Linked DNA regions of Mus musculus: region 1 is linked to region 2. A link is a contact called in public promoter capture Hi-C data. All regions are on one chromosome and are shown on one strand. The core of a region is the stretch at or near the end of the contact, and the rest is flanking DNA. Distances in the headings are between cores, read along the strand shown.

What was found. Promoter capture Hi-C pulls out the DNA fragments that hold promoters and counts their contacts.
Region 1: a contact with region 2 is called in a promoter capture Hi-C map of liver, with 2.2 times the contacts expected there. The contact joins two enhancer-like sites. A contact is called at or near these places in 3 of 39 promoter capture datasets (cranial neural crest, liver and stem cell-derived epiblast-like cells) and 1 of 9 other capture datasets (embryonic stem cells).

Annotation. Positions count from the first base shown.
Region 1 is chr3:122,857,960-122,862,774 of GRCm38.p6, forward strand. Pde5a (phosphodiesterase 5A, cGMP-specific) reads left to right here. Exons shown (of 21, transcript NM_153422.2): 21 at 1-1,415. It also overlaps the pseudogene Gm9364. Among named protein-coding and RNA genes, the nearest start is that of Gm34577, 9.8 kb to the left of the region's middle. Within about 2 kb of position 2,807, at least 12 of the 459 cell types and tissues checked have an H3K27ac peak or open chromatin away from gene starts, as enhancers often do. A contact at or near this core is called in liver, where this site is marked.
Region 2 is chr3:122,471,694-122,476,412 of GRCm38.p6, forward strand. The region is part of intron 3 of Bcar3 (breast cancer anti-estrogen resistance 3); the gene reads left to right. Among named protein-coding and RNA genes, the nearest start is that of Gm34349, 6.2 kb to the right of the region's middle. Within about 2 kb of position 2,623, at least 167 of the 459 cell types and tissues checked have an H3K27ac peak or open chromatin away from gene starts, as enhancers often do. A contact at or near this core is called in liver, where this site is marked.

The sequences.
Region 1 (4,815 bases), core at 1,557-4,056, 390 kb after region 2:
GCTCTTAAGCTTTTTTATGGACCTTTGAGACCACTGTTGCAAAATGGGGTATTGAGGTAATGACCTGACAGCGCCCGTCATTTCTTCGCTGAGTTCCTTAGATGGAAAACAAGTATTGTTAATTCACTCCACACAGACCTGGCTCGGAGCAAAAATGTAGGATGATACTCTGTCACTGGTTGGCTAATTACAAAGAAGAACTTCTTTTAGCAGCAACACGGAGACAAGAGTATATATGAACTTGAGTCAGAAATTCTTGCCTACCAGTTAAGTGCCTTTACTCTCAGAACGCTGCCGAAGTGTAAGGCTTGGCACCTATCACATTTCCAAATTTCCTGTGTTTCTCACTAGATTACACTCCTAAACCTTATCAGGTAAGCGGCATGGCCTTTTGCTTTAACTTGATTTAAGATGAGAAGAGATGAAATGTTCCCCGCTCTCCTGTAAACAGCTGTCTCAAATAAGGTGGCAGAATTTAATGACTCAGTGTCAACCATGCATCAGCCCGTTTCTTATTAAATCCTCTCCGTATGTTAGGCACAGTGCTCAGATGCTGAGACACAGCAGGAAGTGCCAGGAGCTCATGGGCCAAGCATGGAATGAGTAAGGGCATCGCTTCTCATCCCGCCAACTCAATGTGCAAGTATATAGGGCTTTCCACCACTTTCCCCTTCTTCTGTAACATACATAACATGCACTTTTATCCAAAATTTCTTAAGAATCTGTCAGTGAACATTCCGGCTTCCTGTTGGCGTGGACCATTTACCTTGCTGATAGCTTAAAGAGCACCTTACGCAAGGAGTCACATCTTCCACAACATAGGTCATGTTTCCATATTGCAACTAGAGAGAGAGAGAGAGATCGGAGTTCTCAGACTATTCAACTGCAGATTTGGACTCTTTCTGCCCTCTCACAGAGAGCAAAGAAGGAAGTATTAAAGCTTACCTCACCCTTCCACATTGTTATCAAAAGCCTGTGTAGACATGTCTTGAATGTCATTGAAAGTGATGTAAATAGCTGAAAAATATAAATTTCTATTACCGTTTAAGAACTCTAGTGAACCCTGATTCGCCACTGTTGATGACCTATTTGTATTCTTATGCCTTTTCAATATATCTGAACAAATATATAGTTTCTGGCACTATTTTTATACTAGCGTAAAAGAGTTACTATGTAAATTATGTTTTGTTGTGAAGTCATCTAAAAATGGCTGAAATGTCGGTTTCTTTCCTTTCCTCACCCCACATTATAAACCATTTCCAGTGATCCTTCTGTAAGAATGTGACTCTGCAGAGGCACACACCCACCTGCCTCGGGTGTCTGTGGAGTCAGACCTGGTCAGGGTACTTGTGAAGTCACCACGTTGTCAGTTGTCATTTTTGCAGTGCTGTAAAAATAAAGTGAATGAACGAGAATGTGTGTGGTGTGATCATTAGGGGACTTAAGGCTCTAAGACTGAGGGCTTTCCACTGGAAAAGCTTAATCCAGCTGGTCTGAGAGAATTTTACACTGTGGCTTGATCACTAGTTAGTCTTTACATAGACCCTTCAGTAATAGTCTTTTCCTTTTTTCATTGGTAATGTCTCATGCTGCCAATTTGAGGGTAGTGTTTCCCACCATAAAGGCACTGTGGAGGGGCGTGGTAGTAACAGCCTGGTGTCCACAGGGAGCTAAACTTAGGTATTTCCTTCTTGCTAAATGACTTGAACCAGAGTCGAGTCCAGATGTGTAGCTTCACAGCCAATGCTAAGACTACACCTTGCTTTTTTTGAATGCAGCGTTTTAAAACTCCCACATCCAGTCTTATTGGATCGAATGTCTAGAAGCTTTATAAACCACATGTTTCTCAGCCAGTTTGGTTCTCCTTTATTTAGTTCTCTTGATAAAGGTTAATGTGATGCCTCAAGGGACTCACTGCTGTTTCTGGTATAAAAAGCAACATGGTAGAGATACTAGGTTTTTGTTTGTTTGTTTGTTTGTGCCACTAGGCAAGCTCTCTTAACTGGTTGAGAAAACATCTCACCCCCAAAGAGTGCCGCCAGTACCCATAATAGAATACTTACAATTTCTGACCATGAGAGGGTGCCAGAAATTCATTTTTTAAGTACTAACTGCCATAAAGAATAATTTAAAAACTGCTCCTTCAAATATTTTTGGTAACTAAATATACAAAGAACTCCAACTGAGAACTTCTGAAAGTAATGAAAATTTCATCTCTCTATTAATTTCTATGAAAATGTAAAGCTTTGTTTACCCCTTTAGTCCAGCGAGCAGGCTGAGATTTTCTCCAAGCAAAAAATAAGATCACTTAGTTCTCTGCTGCTCGGACTTCCACTCCCAGGACAGCAGCCCTTTCTGTAGAACTAGGAAGCCGTAAACACACAATCCTGGGGCTGTCTCTCAGCAATCAGGAATTCCAGGCCCTACATTAAAAAGTTGCAGGAGACACTGAGTTTGCATTGAGTAGTCTCTGCTTTATGCTACGTTCAGCTAAAGGTCGCAGGGTTAGGAGAAGGATTTGTAGCTAACAAGCCAGTTGTTTACAAACCCCAAGAAATGGGAATGGAAATCATAGTTATTTGGAGCCCAAAATCCTAATTAAATTGTATGCATGCCAAGCATGATAGTTTGGAGCCTGACTATGTCCTGAATCATTGACCTGAGCCCTGGTTCACATTTTCTCTTTGTGTCACTCTTTGCCTTTGAAAGAATCTTCGGGAAATTAGATGACTCCTGTCAGGGTGTTCTTAAGGTGTGTGCTCCCACTTGATCAACCAGGTTTCTAATCCCATGTGTGCTGGCTGGTTGCTCTCATGTTGACACAAGCCTAGACCAATCCGGGGAGAGGGAATTGAAAAAAGTGCTTCCACCAGATGGTCGGTGGACAAATCAATAGACATTTTCTTCATTAATGATTGAGGTGGGAGGGCCCGGCCCATGGTAGGTGGTGCCACCCCTGGGCTGGTGGTCCTTGGTGCTATAAGAAACCGGCTGAACAAGCTTTAAGGAGCAAGCCAGTAAACAGCACGGCTCTATCGCTTCTACTTCAGTTCCTGCCTCCAGGTTCCTACTCTGGCTTTTCTTCATGTTGTGCTACATCTGTAAGTTGAAGTCTCTCTCTCTCACGCACACACATACACACACACACTCGCTCTCTCTCTCTCACGCACACACATACACACACTCTCTCACACACACACACATACACACATACTCTCTCTCTCTCTCTCTCTCTCTCTCTCTCTCTCTCTCTCTCTCTCTCTCTCTCTCTCTCTCTCGGTGTTTTATTACAGCAATAGAAAAGTAAAGGTTGGCCCCATACCAGTGCTCCTGTGGGCAGTGCCTACTGGACTCCATGGATTATAAAGAAACAAGGAAAGCTTGGGAAGGTGTCGGGTAGGAGGTGTATCTGAGGATATAAGGGAAGCTGTGGGGAGTGGAAATATGGTCAAGACAGATTCTATGTGCATTTGAAATTCTCAAAGAACTTATGTACTTTTAAAATAACTTTCTAGTGTCACTGGTTTAACTAGACCAAGAGGAAAGGTATAAAGATTAACAGTGCTTCTTATGTCGTTCTCTCTGTTCAGAGAGCCCAATGGGAAAAGCCAAGGGGCTGTTCTACTAGTCCCAGAACAATAAGAAGAAAGCCTGGGGTGTGTCGACAGGGCTGTCTTGCCTGTCAGTGCTCCCTCTGTTTCTGGAAATTATTCAGCCTTTTTAACCCCGTCCTCCAGACAAACACTCTATCCTGGGCCTACACTGCCTTGACCTACAAAGCTCTATTAGGTTTTCAGCATCGCTCTGCTTTGAAGGTGCCCACCAAATTTTTTTTTTAGTGAAAAAAAAAAGTTTTTTTAATGATTTCTTCCTCTTCATAAAATTGAGTTCTTTGTTAAGACATTGACTCTAGCTGGGGAAGCACTTCCGGGTCGCCGCTGGCTGCCAGTTCTTGGCGCGATGAGGAAACTGAGGCCCAGAGAGGTTAAGTGTATTGGCTAAAATCAAAGAGCTAGTAAGTGATGGAGCCAGGACTCAAACTCAGGAGCCATGTCCACCTTGTTCCCTTCACTCTTCCCTCATGTGACTGAGACGCTGTGGTTTAATCTGGACCGACCCTGTGTGGAGGAGACAGAGCTGCAGCAGCAGGAGCAGCAGCAGCAGGCTGGCTCCAAAGCATCGCAGAAAAAGACAACAACCTGGTACCTATTGGCAAGCCGGCCTCAGAGCACTACAATGATGAGGAAGAAGAGGATGATGAAGATGATGAGGACAGTGAAGATGACTCAGAAGATGATGAGGACATGCAAGACATGGATGAGATGAATGACTATAATGAGTCACCTGATGATGGAGAGGTCAATGAGGTGGACATGGAAGGCAACGAACAGGATCAGGACCAGTGGATAATCTAGGTAGACAAGCCAAGGTAGCCTCAGAGTGATTCCAGACCACCCCAACCTATTTTGAATCTACAGCCTCAGCCCCTCAGCCTGCAGAACCAGCTTGTGGCTGTAGTGCCTAAAGCTTTCCCTTAGGCACTTTCTCAGCTACTGCCAGGACAAGGTCTCCTTGGGCTCTTCCAGGCCATGAGTCTTCCTTTGAATCCCAAGAGCCTGAGCCCATCCCATCCCTGGCTGGTACCTCACTCCTTGGTTGCCAGGTGTGGTCCATTTCTAGCCCTCGTTAATAAAGACACAGAACTGATTGTCCCCCTCCCCCCCAAAAAAGACATTGACTCTAGTAATAAGTGATTAAAAAGTCAACACAATATTAAAGGAAATGATTGAACAAGAGATGAGATTTGTAAAAGCA
Region 2 (4,719 bases), core at 1,373-3,872:
TGGTTTCCTGTCTGCTGTTGAGATAAAACACTCTGGCTTAGGAGAGAAAGGTTTCATTTGACTTACAATGCCAGTTTATAGTCTGCTATTTCCAGGAAATCAAGGCAAGAATTTGAGGCAGCTGGTCACAACATGTCCAAGAACAGATAAAGGATAAAAAAATGCACACATGCCCACTTTCTCTCTACTCTTATACAATACAGGACCCAAATCCAAGGCGTGGTCCTGTCCACAGTGGGCTGGGCCTCCCACCTCAATTAATTTAATGAAGACAGTCCCCTCCAGGGATGGAGAGATGGCTCAGCGGTGAAGAGTGATTGCTGCCCTTGGCAGAGACTCAGGTTCAGTTCCCACCACTCACACAGCGGCTCGCAACAGCCTTAACTCCAGATCCAGGGGATCTTGCATCGTCTTTGGACTGCTGTGATCACTACATGCATGCGGCACATATACGTAACATACATCCAGACAGGACACCCACACTCATGAAATAAAAATAAATAATAAAACTCGAAAAATGGAAGAGAGACTCCCAGAGACATACATGTCTCAGAGCAACCCAATGTTGCCAAACCTCGTTAATCCTGACTTTCATCCCAGGTGATTTTAGAATGTATCAAGTTAACAGCTCTGTCACAAGTTCTAATCCAAACAGAGGATGGCAAAGCTGGCTCATTTTGTGTGTGTGTGTGTGTTGGGGGTGGGTATTGTGCCATTTCTCATGCCTGTGTGGGTGACTATTTGGGGAGCAGAGGATAGGTTCCCTACTTTTCTACATCTAAGATGAATAAAAACCACATCTCCAGAAATACATGTGCACGATTCTTATACATCCATCTGCCAAGGTGTTTGTGGACTTCAGTTTGAGAATCTCTACACAGCGCTCAGCGTTTCCTGGGCCCCTATTATATTTAGACGTCGTCACGCTGAATGTTGTGGTGACTATGAAGAAGAGATGGTTTCAAAGTCATTCTAACAGCTGTACCCGGGAGGCAGGGTGGAAGCTGGAGCTCGGAGCTGGGCATAAGGAAAGCCGTGGGAGGGAGAAGGAACTCCCCAAAGGCCCTGACGACTGAAAACCGGGGCTTCCAAGCCCTGAAACCCCAGCTGCAGAACACATCTAAGGGGGATCTGAATGTGTGTGGAGATGGTGTCAATTTCATGCCTTCAAGTTTTCCTCTTAGGTTTGACCACCAGAGGGGCTCCTGGCTTCTGGAAGTGGGTGGCTTTGCAAGATCTCTGAATCTGGTCCAATAGCCAAACGGCCTTTAAGAAATGCCCTCAGGGGGCTGGTGAGATGGCTCAGTGGGTAAGAGCACCCGACTGCTCTTCCGAAGGTCCAGAGTTCAAATCCCAGCTTGTGATGGTTGTGATGGTGGCTCACAACCATCCGTAATGAGGTCTGACTCCCTCTTCTGGAGTGTCTGAAGACAGCTACAGTGTACTTATATATAATAAAAATAAATAAATTTAAAAATGTCCTCAAGAAGTTTTAAGATAGTAGATCATGCCAGGGCCTGCTAAGGGGAAGTTGTAAGATGTTGGTTCACAGTTGCGCCTAGGCTGGGAGGGTGCTGTGCATGGCTCAAAGGTCACACTCCTACTCAGTGACACAGAACATCCTAGTTCCAATCTCCTTCTCCTCCCTAAAGGCAAACCATGTCTTCTCTATCCCAGAAAACTCAGGACAACTCAGTTCTTCCACATGTAAGTCCCTGGAGTAGACTGAGGAAGACCGTTCATTTCCACCTGCTGCTGACGCACCAGCGAAGAGCCCTGTTATTAACCGGGAAAATCATATACATGGCTTCATGCAGCGTCAGCCCGTGTCGGCTCCTTTTTAGCGTCTCTCAGACGCAGAGATGGCACACAAGCCTGCAGCGGTGTGCCCAACACGGTGTGCTAGCCAACACCTTGAACTTAAGCTCAACTTCATTGTCATTGACATTTTAAGAAAACATTTTAGGAAAACAAGTTTTAAGGACACACTGTTCCATCTCCTTTACTCCCAAGCTTGATAAAGGGTCCGGTGATTGGGTTAATCTCAAATTTGAATCTCAGGATAAGCGATCCTGTAAACTTAACCTGTTGATACAAAGTAGTAAACTTCCTTCTGGGAAGGGCCCGGGTGGAGCAGTCTTTGCTGCTGCTCCTTCTGGGAAGTAGAACACCCCAGGGCTGCTAGTCTCTTGTGTCTGCCTCTCTCAGCGCAGAAGCTGTGTTTTCTCAGGTCAGCTTTGTGCACGGATCACACAGTGGAAGCCTAGCCTTCCGGTCTTCCCATTCAAAAGGAAAAGGAGAGCTTCCTCCTCAATTCCAGTTTGAAAAATCCCAGGGAAGCTCTCAGGTTCATCTCAGGTTGGTCATATGTTCACCCTCAGACAGCTCACTGTCCAGTACTCTGACTGGATTACACATCCAGCTCGCAAGGGTGAAGACACATGCTATCTAGTAACTGAGCTATTGAGAAGCACTGAATTAGGTTGTTAGGTCCGCTGTCAACAAGCAGTCACTGATAAGCAGGAGGCAGGAGACACTCCCCCACCCCCACTCTCTAGGGCTGCCAGCTCTGAGAGTTGTAAGGTTACAGGAAGTCTGCTAAGTGACTGAGCCCACATCAGAAAAGGGGCAGGCTTATTCGTCAGTCCAGCCAATGGGAGAAAAGGACAGGAAGTTCTCCTAGTCAGGGAACTTCTAAAGATGCCCTCTTATGCCAAATCAACGTACCAGTCGTCTCTGCCCTTTCTCTGCTGTGTCTCCCTGTCTGCAGCATTATATATTAAAAGACGGTTTCGTTCTCACTAGTCTCTTGAATTTGTTATGATCATATTTCCAACACCACCATCTGGTATTTACACTTTTCCCCATAAATGTTTTAGGATCATAGTAGGCTATTTTTCTAATTATCTCTGTCTTCTTGGGATACACATATACTGTGTTGACACATGACTGCTAAACTCTGCAGATATTCCTCCCCATACCCTTTTCCATCTTCTTAAAACCTGTACACAGCTCTCTGCAGTTTCACTCTCTTTGGTTTATTTATGGGCTGGATAGTTTCGTGGTGGCCACTGTGACAGAGGAGATAGAAGTGGGCCCTTGGGAGAGCTGTGTATCACCTGATTATCACCTGTGTGGCCTTGGAAAGATTTCTACATCTGTTATCGCAAGTGACCCAGCCCTAAGACACAGTGTTCCAGATAATGATCCAGACTCTCCAGACCCATTCCTGCTGCTCACCCTGGTACCTCCCCCTTCCTCCACCCAGCCCTCCCACTTACTTTGGAAGGAGTGCCGTAAGGTGCACAGGGACAGGGTGGGGGTTGGTGGCATTCTACTAGCCTTTGAACACTGGCAAAAACAACCCATTGTCCTCACCCTAGGCACCAAGTAAAGAAAATATTGACCTTTTAGATGTCACTTCTGAAGACATCGTTGTACTTGGCAGCCATCAAGGAAGTGAAGACATTGGCTGCCGATCAATGCAGTCTCTCACAGAGAGCCTTCGGATCCGGCCTTTCCCCACCAAGGGCACAGGAGGTCTATACACAGAGAGGTGTTCCTGGCTTGTGCTCAACACCTGAGGCTTGCTGCCTCCTGGTCCAGAGATTCTGTTCTCAGCATCCCCAATCTATGAGCTACACTTCCCTGACTGTTATATGTTGTCCAGTATCCCTGACATTGCGGATGAACCCTCAACCTGTGCTGCTGGACTATCTGTCACTGGATGAGGGGAGGTCTGCCTCCTGGATTTGCTTTAGATTAGAGTGTTCTGGTCCTGGCAGTCAGGTGTGATGCTTCTGTTAGCACATCAGATAAAGCAGGTTCTGGCTTGCTCTCATTACTCATTCTAAGAACTACTGCTTGCTGCCCAGACCATGGTGATAATGATGCCCCCCTCCTAGTGTGCTAAACGAGACACTGGTAGAATTCTCAGCAGAAATTCTGGCCCTTGGGAACATCACACACTAGGAAATGAGGTAGAGAGATGTGGGTGACCGCCATGGCCTTTCTAGATGCACTCCCCAGATGTGTGGCTGCCAAGAGGTTGCTGAGATCAGACTTGTACATATTACACATTTACTGTGATACACAAGGCCCTCCCACCAGAGGAGCACAAGGGCTTGTCTTTTTCACAGGGGAAAGCTACTTCACAGCCATAAGGGGTCTCAACACTGCTTGCCTGGCTCCTCCTCTTACCAGTCACAGCCCTGCTAAGCCAACCGGTGTCCATGGCAACCAGACAAGTGTTTTGCAGGTCCAGTCATGATCACTAGGCTATTTTGCTCACTTCCTTTCTACTGGCTATTGAAAGCCTTTCTGAATCTTAGACTGGTGACCTGACTCAGCAGGTAAAGGTACCTGCCATGAAACCTGCTGACCTGAGTTTGATTCCCCAGAACCCACAGGGTGAAGGAGACAATAGATTCCCACATGGAAGCTTGGACATGCGCGCATGCATACACACAGACACTTTATCTATTAAGTTACTTTTTTAAAAAGTGGATAACCAATCAGTGGGGACTTCTAGGTCCCCTAAGTGTTTGGGAATTGAGTATAAGCTCTAACCTATTTCTCCAGTGAGCACATTATCACCCAGTGGTTCGTATGGATCATAGAAGCCATACTTCACCTCCCAGTTAAGAGCTCCTAATACAGACTGATTTTCAGTGCTGTTTTGGCAGAATGCAGGATTAATCACTGTCTCATTCAGATGAT